Linked DNA regions of Arachis hypogaea: all the other regions are linked to region 3. The links are chromatin contacts, called in public Hi-C maps. All regions are on one chromosome and are shown on one strand. Each heading gives the region's core, a stretch centred on a gene start, on an enhancer-like site or on the middle of the called end of the contact. The rest is flanking DNA. Distances are from core to core; before and after follow the strand shown. Region 1 holds the start of LOC112715416 (nematode resistance protein-like HSPRO2). Region 2 holds the start of LOC112715417 (glycosylinositol phosphorylceramide mannosyl transferase 1). Region 3 has its middle 8.7 kb from the start of LOC140175479.

Region 1 (4,386 bases), core at 1,807-4,306, 390 kb after region 3:
AAACAACAATAAACTAAAGAAGTATACACGTAAAAGATAAAGATCTAATTATATAAAAAATAATTAATTTATATCTTAAAAACATATATTAAAAATATGATAATAAAAAATTTTAAAATGAGTCTTTAAACCATAGATTAACAAAACCTATTAAAAATTAATCACAAAATTAATTATATATATACTATAAAATACATATTTAAATAAAAATAAATATTAATAAATATGGGGAATAGAGTGATACGGATACATGTTAAGATAAAGGAAGCAAGAAAGGAAAAAATAAGAATCAGTGGATGTGGACACGGCGCAGCCTTTTAAATTTCGTCTGTCCCGGAAGCCACGCCTTAATTCGCGATTTCCGCCAACTAATGAAGTAATAATTCCAACTTCTTTGATTACGGCTTTATTCTCCCCACTCCCCTGTGACCGTAGCAATCACCGTTTAATTCAATTCATGCACCCATTCCCATAGCACAGTCTTGTCTCTATATTATTTCCCTTCTGTCATTACCTCACCTCCAAGGCTCCAAATAACAAATATAATATGACGTAGATTTTTTTAATGATATTTAAAATAATTTTTTATTTTAATAAATAAAAATATATATTGTTTTTAAATTTATCCAAAAAATATATATTAAAAATAAAATTAAATATACTGACACGTGATATTATTTAAATATATTCAAAATATATTTAAATTTTTTTTATTTTTTATTAAGACATATTAAGATACAATTAAATAAAAAAAATATACCTATCAAACGAATATTAATGAATATTTTGTCTAAAATATATTCAATAGATAGACACAATAATTCGACAAAATATATATTATGTAATTGTGTAACCAATGTTCGGGTATTTTTGGCACACGAGAATCATCTTTTGTGATTATAATTGTCGTTTTATTTTTATGTGAGTATATTTGTCAGCATTTGTATTTTTTATGGTTACAAATGGTAATTTATTTTTAATCGTAAAAAAATTTCTATAGTTTAAGGTTGATTTTAGTTTTGATTCTTGAAGAAATTAATGGTTAAAATGAAAAAATAATATAAAGGATAATTTAAGAATTTCAAAAAAAAAAATTAATAGAGTCAATTCTAAATTTAATAATTAATTATTATTATTAAAAAATATATATTTTTTATAATTATAACGTTAGTTTAATTTTTTTTTGTAATTAATTTTATCAATATCTAAATTTTTGGTGACCAAAATTATTCTATTAATTATTTGATCATTGTGATGTCATTTAATTACATGTACAAATAGTTGTTATATTTATGCATTGCAAAACTGCCAAAACATATTAATTGAAGGCATAATGGTAGTTTACTTTGCATTTCATTCACAATCACATCATACATAAACTACCATTAAACCAAGTTGGTTCCTACAGCTTGTTAACAAAATACAGACCACATATCATAATCACATGCTTTTACCTTAAACCCTCTATTTTTAGTGCAAAAAAATCTATTTTTTATATAATTCTGTTTGTGATATGTTAAAAGAGTTAATAGTAGAATAAAATTAAATCGATTTTAAAAGATTGTAGACACAAATAGAACAATTTAAATATTAAAAAGTTTAAAATTTATCCCAAATAGTAACAAATTTAAAATATTTTGACAGTGAAAATAAAATATACATAAAATAATAATATTTTTTTTGGTTTAATTACTTTATTAGTTCTTATACTTTACTAATTTTTTAGTTAAGTTCTTATAGTCTAAAAGTTCATTATATTAGGTAAAAAAATTTAATCAAATCCTTCTAGTTGTCATCTTTAGAAAATATACACTAACCCTAAAATTTTTTTAAAAATATTTTATAATTCATCCTACATTAAATATAAAAACAAATGTTAAAATTAAAGTTAAAAAGAACGTAATTAATTTTTTTTATCTAATATAGAGACTCAATATAATTACAAATTTTTAGATTATAAGGATCTAAATAAAAATTTGATAAAGTTATAAAAACTAATAAAATAATTAAACTTAATTTTTATAATTATATTTTATTATTGTAAAATATAATTAGTTTTTAAATTATATAACTAACAAATTAAAATACAAAAATAGTAAATTAAATAATAATATATATTTTAGAAATTGATTATTCTAAGTTTTATATTTAAAAAATGAATAATTTTTTTATTATCAATACAATCAAATATTTCTTTTTATATATAACCAAACAATTATTTAAAAATTTATCTTCTTACAATTATGAAACCAACTCTTTATAATATTCATAACTTAGAAAGTTCTTTCAACTGATGTAGTTGCTACGACAAAATTAAAACTAACTTTAAAAAAAGAAACCGTTATGGATAAACAATATTCTTTCGAGTCTTAACCAATATTTAATAAAAACATCCATTCTATTCAAATTCGAGAATTAATCATAAAAATGTATATCTAAAATAAAATTCTCAAATTGACTATCAAATACTAAAAATTGTGTAAAAAAATTTAAATGGGGTCAAATTAATTAATTTAATGAGACAAATAATTATTATTGTTATATATTACTCAAAAAAATTTTAAATTATAGTGGAGACACTTGTCTCCAGACCCTAATATATAAATTCGTCTTTAAATTCCAAATGTTAAAAATAAAATAATATTTTATTCTAAAAAATTGAAAATAAATTTTTTTGAATTTATCGATAAAACACATGTTAAGATTATTAAAATATAAAAATTTAAATTTTTAACATATTTATTTTGTATTTATTAAATAAAAATATTTAAAATTTTTTATTAATAATAAATTTATCATGTACTCTTAAGACACATATTAATTAAATCTAATTTTTAACTAATAATTAATTAATTTTTTTTGCAATAATAATTTAAATATTTAATCTTTATCCGTCTATTATTTTATTAACTAATTATCAATTAAAAATTTAATTCGCGATGAAACTCTATCTTTATCCACACATCCAATTAAACCGGTTCCGTTTCCAAGCAGAAATATTTGTATTTTAAACGTAGTTTGGAAATGTCTAAAGAGAAAAAAGAAAGAAAAAAAGAGAAAAAACACTCAGCATTAGCAATCAAACAAATTGGTCATTAGTATACTTCAGCGTAAAAATTAGAAAAGGCAAGTGGTGGTGCAGCTGGATGTTTTAGTTGAGTCGATATTAGAGATGAGATGGTACCAAAAGTGGAAAAAGCCCAACCATTGCTTCACACAAGAGGGCAACTAGTGATTGGCCACAATGTCAAAAAAGTGGTACCCAAGCTGCGAAACACCATACAACTCGCAATATATACCAGTTCAACAGGTCTAACCTTCGACGACCCCACTAGTAATTCGTTCTACTAATCTTCCTTTGACCAAATTAAATTTCTAGATTTCTATTCTAAACAAAGATATCAACAACACTATTCTATTCTAGTTCCCCGGTTCAACGTAAACAGACAACTATTTCATTCTTTCCTCCCTTACTCCCCCATGTTAGGTGTTTTGGATAAGCTTCAACCTTCATGTGCCGCTCCCATCCTTCCTCTCCTTTTCCTCATTCAATCCAATCTAAAATTTTATTCTAATTTTATATTCATTAACATAAACAAAACTCCTTGTCTTAATTCACGTACTTGCTTACTTACCAAAACCTCTAAATTAATACTTAAAAAAAAAGGCAAGTTTTATTATATTGTGGATAATTTGAAAATCATTTTCCACACCAAGCCGACTTTCAAATTCCTCGTTCTCCATGCTGCCAGTCCACGCGTCTTTCCTCTCTGTCTCTCTCTCACATCCATTTCCACATCTATAAATACCGGTCCTCTCTTCACTTATCATTTCAATTATTCCACAGCCCAAATTAAAAACCTACAACCCTATCCAAATTCAACACACATCAAAATCTATTTTGTCTCTGAAAAATGGTTGATTTGCATTGGAAAACAAACATGGTCAACTCCGACATGTCATCAAATCCTCCAAAACTTTCGAACCCCTCACAGTCACCGCGCGGTCCCTCTCTGCATGTTCCCTTCCCCACCACAACAGACTTCTCCCCCGCACCTCCTCCGCTCTGTGCCGCCTACGACCACTACCTCCGCCTCCCGGACCTCCGAAAACTGTGGTCCCACAGAGACTTCCCAACCTGGAACAACGAGCCAATCCTAAAACCCGCTTTGCAAGCTCTTGAAATCTCGTTCCGGTTCCTCTCCACTGTGTCATCGGATCCAAGACCTTACGCGAACCGAAGAGAATGGAACCGTAAGATTGAGTCACTCGCCACGTGTCAGATCGAGATCATATCTATTCTCTGCGAGGACGAAGAGCAAGACACGGAAACACGTGGCACTGCACCAACCGCTAATCTCGCAGAATCCGGTAACAGAATTAGTT
Region 2 (4,191 bases), core at 886-3,385, 470 kb after region 3:
AAAAGCATACCGATGAATCCAACCAATGTGCCCGAGGTACAAACCCAACCATTGTATCTGGAGCACTTTGCCAAACATCAAATGCAAATTCCACTGAAGAGCAAGGAAATATGACATCATCATCAATAGAAAAGACAGCATCTGTCTCCAAATCCTTAATTACTTTAAATCTATTATTCAGACTATCTTCCTTGTTGATATCAATCTTCAATTTCACTTGTCGCCTATCTATAGACTTGGACTGTATTGCATGAAGAAGAAATTTTAAAAGATCATCTGAAGGAGGATCCGGTTCACTCCAAACTATATGTACCGATTCAAGTCGAGGGCAGGATGAATAATGTGCGATGGACTGCTTTAGGAGATCATATCTCTTCCATGTGTTCATTACAATAGAATATCCTTTTCTGTGGAGCATAAAATGAAATGAGTTTTCTGATTTTATAAGTGAAATACACTCAACATTCTTAGAGAGATTAAATCAAACAAAAAAAGATTTCCTTTAGCCACTCTTTTTTCCTGACGAAAAGAAATGAGAAGGAGGAAGACCTGATTTCTTAATTCTTATAGTCTTTATCCAGTTATTTACCAGGGTACTACACCAGAAAATAAGCAGATTCGACAATTTAATAAAAATGCTAAAATTTACAATTTGGAAGGTGCAATCAACATTCTCAGTTCAAAGATTGATGTTCAGTCCCGTTGCACTAAACTTGAAGGCATGAATAAGGCTTATAATATAGAATACAGACCACCTAAACCCCAAACAAAGTTTGTTTATTTCTCTATCCTTCAGCCAGAAGGGTGTGAACTGTTATTACTTATTACTTAGAAAGCCCATCAAGGAGTGATGAATTAAAATTCACAGGCCAAAACAGCTAATAATTCTGAAGGTACCTAGTCTTGAACCCCAATGACACTGAATACAATCTAATGAAAAATGCTAACATCGGAAACTCTTATTCATAAATATCAATGACCAAAATCCCCAAATACCGATAACAAGCCGTCTAAACACTAAAGAACCTTTCTCCTTATCCCCAACTTTCTCTACATGGAAATGAAAAGGCACAAAGAAAAAATAAATAAATAAATAAATAAACTAAATATTTTCAGTCAATTATAACTTCACTAAATTCCAAGTTCCAAGGCCAGGTATCAGCTACTAATTCTATTCCATTTAATCTCCCTCCATGCCAAAACAAGGAAGATTCGAATTAGATTCCAATCTCATCTAGATACTACTATTATTTAATCTTTTTCTTTCCCAATGTTTTACCTCCAACTTAACTATCACACTCGTCATTATTATTTTCCTTCTCTGAAAATAATAAGGAAACAATGGCAGAAAAACATGACAATGACGATTTGAGAGAGAGAGAGAGAGTAACTAACCCCGAAGCATGGGAGCGAGGAAGCGAAGGAGGGAAATCAGAGAACACGACGAAGGTGGAAATGGTGGTGGCGAGTACGATGAGCACCAAAGCAATACAACAGCAGAGGAGGAGGTTGATCCTGGCAGATTTGACGGCGGAAGCCGCCAGCAACCGGAACCTCTGCTCCGGACGCCGCTTCAAGAACCAGCTCCCTCTCATCATTCAATGGAATCGCCGAACCCTACGAATCGACTCGGATCGGTCCGTTTCAGCAACGGCAACTCGGCGACGCGCCACCTTCCATGGTCGATTAGGTTTGCAGGAGAGGGACGAAGCTCCAAGCACGCGCGGCACGTGCCTTATGGTGGAGCCGTTACAGGGGAGATGTTACGGTGCGGCGTGGATGCAGGGTAAAATAGGAAAAGTGGAAAAGAATAATGAAGAAAAATAAATGACGGAATGGATGAAGCGAGTTCGGTGTTAGTGTGTTTAAACTTTAATGTGACCTTGTTCTGTTCTGTTCTGTCCTGTATATGATTCTTCGCGTTTTTTGATATTTGAGACACACACACTCTCTCTCTCTCTCTCTCTCTCTCTCTCTCTCTCTCATCAGACGAAAGAGAAAGAAGAGAGTAAGAGACATGGATTCCGTTCTGTTACTTGGGCATGACGCGCCACGTGGTGGCTTCATCCATCGTTCAATTGGGTCGTAATATTGCAGCTGAAAAACGCGGCTCCCAAGACTTTCACCTATGGTTTTTACGTAAAAGGCTTTTATTTTCTTGAAGTTTATATCGCATTATAAAATTTGACAAAAATAATAATAATAATAATAATTTTTTAATAACATTATATGATTAAATTGTTCTAATAGTTTATTAGTATAATAAAAATCAGTTTAAAAAAAAAGAAGAAACATCTAAAGAAAAAAAATTGGTTACAAAAATAATTTGTTTATTTAACAATATTATGTAAACACTTAAATTAGTCACTAAATTAGTCAATATGTATTATATTTCAATTTAAATATATATATTATTTAATTTATTTTAATATATATATATATATAATAATGTATTTTAATATATATTTTATTCAAATATTTATTTTAGTAACTAATTTTTTGTGTACATAAAATATAATTATTTTTTAAGGTAAATGACATAAACAAATTAAATAACATCTAATATTACACCAATGTCCTAAATAAATTAGCTTATATGCATGTCCTAAAATAAATTTATATAAATCGAATCAGCTAAATTCGATTTTATGTTTTGAAAAATTCAAAGTTTAAATTAGAAATAATGTCATTAAAGTATAAGTTTGATACTTAATTTCACAAATTAAATGATAATTTAATTGATGTAATATTTTAATTATTTTTTAAATTACATATTATATAAATATAATTGGTTATTATATATTAAAGGTTAATTTATACAGTTGATTCCTATATTTTCACTAAAATTATAAATTAATTTATATACTTTAAAAATTTATAATTAAGTCCTTGTACAAAATATAATTTTATAATTAGACACTCAATAATATAACAATTTGAATTTTTAAAAAATTAAATAATTAATTATTTATAAATTATTATATTATATTAAAATTTTATTTTTAAAAAATTATTTTTAATAAAAAAAATTAAATAAAATTTTATAATTATTAAAATTTAATTTAATTATGACGTATTTATTAAACTTAAATTATTTACCAAAAAAAATTTTGACAAAAAAAATTTAATTGATTTTTATTGTTATTATATTTATTATTACTATTATCATTATCATTATCATACTATTATCATTATTATTATTATTACTATTATTATATTATCATTGTTATCAATATTATCATTATTATATTATCATTTTTATATAATTATTTAATATTATTTTATTATTATTACTATATTATATTATTATTTATTTTTCTTTTCTTTTTGGCCGAAGCCTCAAGGGACCAAGTGAAAGAATGAAATAACTTAGCTTGCATGCTTATATACATATATAATTCTTAAAGCATGTTTCTTTTGTATATATATAACCAAATGACACCTAACCTTCTATATTGATTAATCATCATCATCAACATCTTATCTTTTCTCATGAACCACCGAAACCATAAGCAAACAAGAGCAAACAAGAAAGAAAGCCCGTGAGAGAGGAAAGAATGGTTCCATGGAACCGTGACCTTCAAACTTTGATTTTTTGCGATCCATTAACTCTAATAAAAAATTTAATTTGATAAAAGTGTTTATATTCTCTTTTTTTACATGTTGGTATTACTTTTGTCTTATAGAAATTGCAGTGACGTAGCTCCTCTTTTTTTTTTTGAGTTCGGCCAATTAAAATTCTAGGAGACACAGGCAATTTTTAATGTTTTTTTCTTTAACAACTCGATCAAAAAATTTCTCTAGAATTTTCGTTGATTCTGATTTCATAAAGAGGTAGGGGGTTTATTTTTAAAATTATAAATTTTTAATTCATGAATGCTAAAAAACTTAATGAGTAATTGCAAATAATTTATGATTGTCTGGACTGGTTGAACGACGAATTTGTGTTAGATTTGTGATTGTAAAAATAATTGAATTTGATTAATATGTGTTTGATTTTCTGAATGTTTGAGAATTATCGAAACTGTAGCTGTGAATAAATTATATGTATGCTTTGGTAAAATAATGTATGAATTGAATACTGGTTTGGATTGAGATAAGTTAAGGAATGATGGAAGTAAGCGAGCTGTGAGAGTGGTGAAGTCTATTTTAAGGAGAGGTTCTGCCAAGTTCTCATAAAAATATACAAAA
Region 3 (4,105 bases), core at 1,022-3,521:
CAGCCTCTATTACTATAAGTTGAACCAGATTTGGTTGACTCTGATTCAGTTTCTCATCTTGGCGGAATACTTCTTTTACTAGAAAACACTGTCCAAGGTTGATTAACTCTTCACAAAAAATCACTTCATAACAAGCTCACAAAATCTGGTTCTCTCTCCTTGTCTTCAGAAAGAAGAAAAATTTTTCTTTTGTACCTCTTTCATTGTTGCTAAGTTGCTTTCTTCCAAGTCAACTCCTTGAGCTGTGTACTTCACCATCTTCCCATTTCACTATTTTCAATTAATCCCTAAATTAAGAATTTTGAATCTGAGCCTTTTTGCTTAACCGAAGACCTCAGGGTAGCATGAAAAAGTCTTTTAGTGGTAAACCCATATCTAAACCCTTGAGTTAGAACTTTGTCTCCAAGAAAAAATTTTGGCCTTTGATTCACACCAATAATTATTAGAAATCACTTTCTCCATTTATCCCATATTGGAGTAGCTGAGAGTTGGAGAAGGAGTGAAGAAAGTAAATTGCATGCAAATGGAAATAAATCACCTTTACCTTCTGACTTAGCTTGAAATAGTTTGATTTGGGTGATTAGACCTTTGCCTTTTGGATTAAACTTTCTCTTTCTTTTCTCTAAGTCTGACCGAAGCATATGTGAAGAGCTTGGAAGGCATTAGCTTGAGTGAAGTACCTTGGGCTTGGATTTTGTTCACTTACTTTTCAACCCATGAGATTTCTTTGTTATTTCTTATTTGGACTTTGTTTGTAAATGTTTCCCACAAGAGTAGATTCAGTTTCTTTGTTTCATTTTGGGCTACTGCTATGTTTACTAATTGTGGCCTGCATCACTTAGTCAAGCATGATCAATAGTAATTGGGTAGTTAACCCCAATAAAAATAATGTTTGTCATCATCAATTAATTTAGTTAATTTCTTAACTCAACAAAAGATAATTCTAATTAGATTATATATACATCCGTGTATGATCAATAAGAATTAATTGATTAACCACTTTATTTTCTCTGTATCTTTTCTCTTAAGTAATGAGACTAGATTGTAAATAATTCATCTCTTCTATCTCTCACCCTTGAGTCACTCTCTTAATTTGTAGACAACTCGAGTACTTTTTGCATTGTGTAATGAGTGTGGAGTTGAGAAACAAGGTTGAGTAGTTTCAATAATCAAAAGAGCATGTTGATCGCATTCGATTGAATTAATTTTTCAAGATTCTGTAATTCTCAATCGATTGTTCATTTTTCTTACGATCCATCATCCATTTTCTTCTTATTTCTTAAACCATGTAGCTTTAGTTAGTTGAATTTAAAGGAAAATCATGTGGGTTGAAATGAATCAAGCAAGTTTTAGTATGAGTTATAAGAAAACTTCATTACCCTCTAAAAGATCACTAAACCCCTTACCTATGCATGTTCCTTTTAAAATGAAGATTCTTAATCTAATTTAGTTATAAGATTTTGGATGAATCCTAATAAATAGAGACCAAAGGGTTGTCATCATTTCTTCTTTTTTAATTTTTTTTACACGTAATCTCTACTTTTAAATATACCAATTAACCCTTTAAATTAATTTTCTTTTTCAGATACATGAACATTAAACAAGACTTAAACATTTTCGGCTATCCCTAATAATACCATAATTCACTAGGCTAAAATCTCTCGAAATGACCACCTAACTAAGGTTTCGATTCATTTCTTCCAACTAAAAAAAACTTGTGTTGAGAGTGTTAATTGTTTCATACATAGGTAAGATAACCTAATTAAACTAGACCAAATTAATAGGACTTTTATCGAGAATAATGCAGACTGTGGTTTAGACTTCAGATTAAAAGATACATGCATTTGGTTTTTGGACGTTAAAAAAGAAATATGTATATTCTCAGTAACATCTATTCTTAGCCATAGTCAAAAAGGTAAGGACATAATCAAACAATAGAACACTTAATTAGTGAAATACACTAAAGCACCTAAGTTTCAAAAATAAAAAATGAAAAATAAAAGGGATATTTCTTTGCAACATCTAATTAGTTATAATTAGGAGTTATTCGCACCTAACGTTTGCAGAATTGATTCACTTTTTTTTTCGGTCCAGTAATCAACTTTATATGTTTCGGTCATGGTCCAGTAATCAACTAAAATTGGTTGCCTCCACAATCCACATCAATGTCATCAGGTAATCATTTTATAAACATTTAGGCTATATATGGGCCAGTTATTAATTGGGCCAAAATATTTGGTAGGAACTGGACCCGCAAATTATTTGTCAGTCTGTATTGGGGTTATTGATAATCTATACTCAAGCCTACGGTCCAACAATACGATAGACTCAAGACTGTGTCAGGTCTCGAGTAGGGTTCTTTGCTTAACCCAAGACCAAAAACAAAAGCTATCTCCTTCCCGGGCTCAATATTGTTAGATCCAAATTACATTGTTAGGCAGATAATAAAAAACATAAGCATTATTTTATCATGGGTTACATTGGTAAGATGGTATGCAAAAATTTACTGAAGGAGGCTAGATAAAGTTTAAAATATCTTTAAATAAAAATATTTGATCTTGTTCATAAATTAGATTATTATATATTAAATTTTTGACAGGTAACATAAATTATAAGTGTTGTCATTATTAAAAAGTATTTTTATATTCTTGAAATTGTTACTTTAGCTTTAACACCAATTCTATAATTTGTTTAAAATAAATTTTTAACAAAAAAATTGTTAGAAAGTTGTTTTACCTTTTTTTATCAATTTTTATAAATTTTATAATATTATTTTTTACTTCTATTTTATTATTATTTTGACATTTTTCTTATTTTTTGTGAATTTAATAATTTTTTTACGAGTTGAATTTTTATTTATAATTTTTATAATTCTTTTAAATTTTTTTATTTTAAGATCTATATTTTAATCTACCGATTTTTATTGATAATTATTCTGTTTTAGTCTAACAATTCTTATTTGTTTTTGAATTTCTTGACTAAAATGTTTTATTTTAAAATTAAGATTTAAAAAATTTATTTTATATTAATTTAAAAAAAATCAGTATCATTTGAATTAATATTAGTTAGAATCATTAATTTTTTATTTATTAATTTAAATAATTTAACTATTTTTTCTCTTAAATATTTTAGTTTACTTATTAATTCAATTTTATTCATAATTTACGTTTTTATTATTAACCCACGTTTAATTTCTTAAAACACGTTTTTTTAATTATGGCTAAATAAACAACTTTAGAAAATTTTATTTTTGCCATCTTTATATGAGTGGTGTCTAAATTTATCTCGTTAACAAAAATAATTAAAAATAAGAATTCTAAATACATTTTTAAAATATTTAAAAATATAATAAAAATAATTAATTTTTTTTCCGATAACAAAAACACTTACAAGCTCCTAACACAAGGACGTGATGAGCACCAAGCCATACACAAAGTTAAGAAGAAACCAAAATAAACAAAAAATTAGATATTAAATATTTATATATTTTTAAATATTAGAAATTAGATTTTAATATTAATTTTTATAAGTATTATTAGAAATATGAGACTTTTTTATTTTTAAAGTTTGATTATTTTACATCAAGTGAATTTATTTTTGTGTATCGAAATTTTTTAAAATAATTAAAAAACTATAGAGATCAATTTTACTCTAATGTTTTGTATGCACCTTATAAATAATTATAAAATATTTCAAAAACAAAAATTTGGACCAAATTGATAAACTACTTACTAAATAGTAAACATAAAAATTGTACGTTACTAATAAAAATAATTATTTTTTTATTATTTTTGTTTTTTTAATTATTCAAAAACTTATTTCTTGCTAATATCTTATAAATTTTTTAATACTATTTTTACCGTTTCTTTCTTTCTTTTTTTTTTTTTTTTGGTTATACACATACTCGTAAACTCATTTACTCATGCACACTAAAAATTCTTTTCAATTACAATTTAGTTACTGTTTGAGAATCAAACCTGATATGACTAATTATAAGACAAATAGTTTTGTCCCTGATACACAAACCTCAACCACTGTTGGAAAGATCCCGAGAACTCAAGCAGCGTCATGATCATGGCGAAGAGCTTCAAGAATGCTGGTGGGA

The links. A called contact is a pair of places that touch in the nucleus more often than the background predicts.
Region 1: a Hi-C map of an unstated tissue shows a contact between it and region 3, with 4 times the contacts expected there. The contact joins the promoter of LOC112715416 here to the enhancer-like site in region 3. A contact is called at or near these places in 4 of 8 Hi-C or Micro-C datasets (leaf and an unstated tissue).
Region 2: a contact with region 3 is called in a Hi-C map of an unstated tissue, with 4 times the contacts expected there. The contact joins the promoter of LOC112715417 here to the enhancer-like site in region 3. A contact is called at or near these places in 5 of 8 Hi-C or Micro-C datasets (leaf and an unstated tissue).

Annotation. Positions count from the first base shown.
Region 1 is chr10:25,528,199-25,532,584 of arahy.Tifrunner.gnm2.J5K5, forward strand. LOC112715416 (nematode resistance protein-like HSPRO2) reads left to right here and starts at 3,057. Exons shown (of 1, transcript XM_025767184.3): 1 at 3,057-4,386. The coding sequence starts at 3,915.
Region 2 is chr10:25,613,808-25,617,998 of arahy.Tifrunner.gnm2.J5K5, forward strand. LOC112715417 (glycosylinositol phosphorylceramide mannosyl transferase 1) reads right to left here and starts at 2,136. Exons shown (of 5, transcript XM_025767185.3): 1 at 1,396-2,136; 2 at 11-407. The coding sequence starts at 1,598.
Region 3 is chr10:25,140,245-25,144,349 of arahy.Tifrunner.gnm2.J5K5, forward strand. No RefSeq gene overlaps it. Among protein-coding and RNA genes, the nearest start is that of LOC140175479, 8.7 kb to the right of the region's middle. Within about 2 kb of position 2,272, at least 3 of the 3 cell types and tissues checked have open chromatin away from gene starts, as enhancers often do.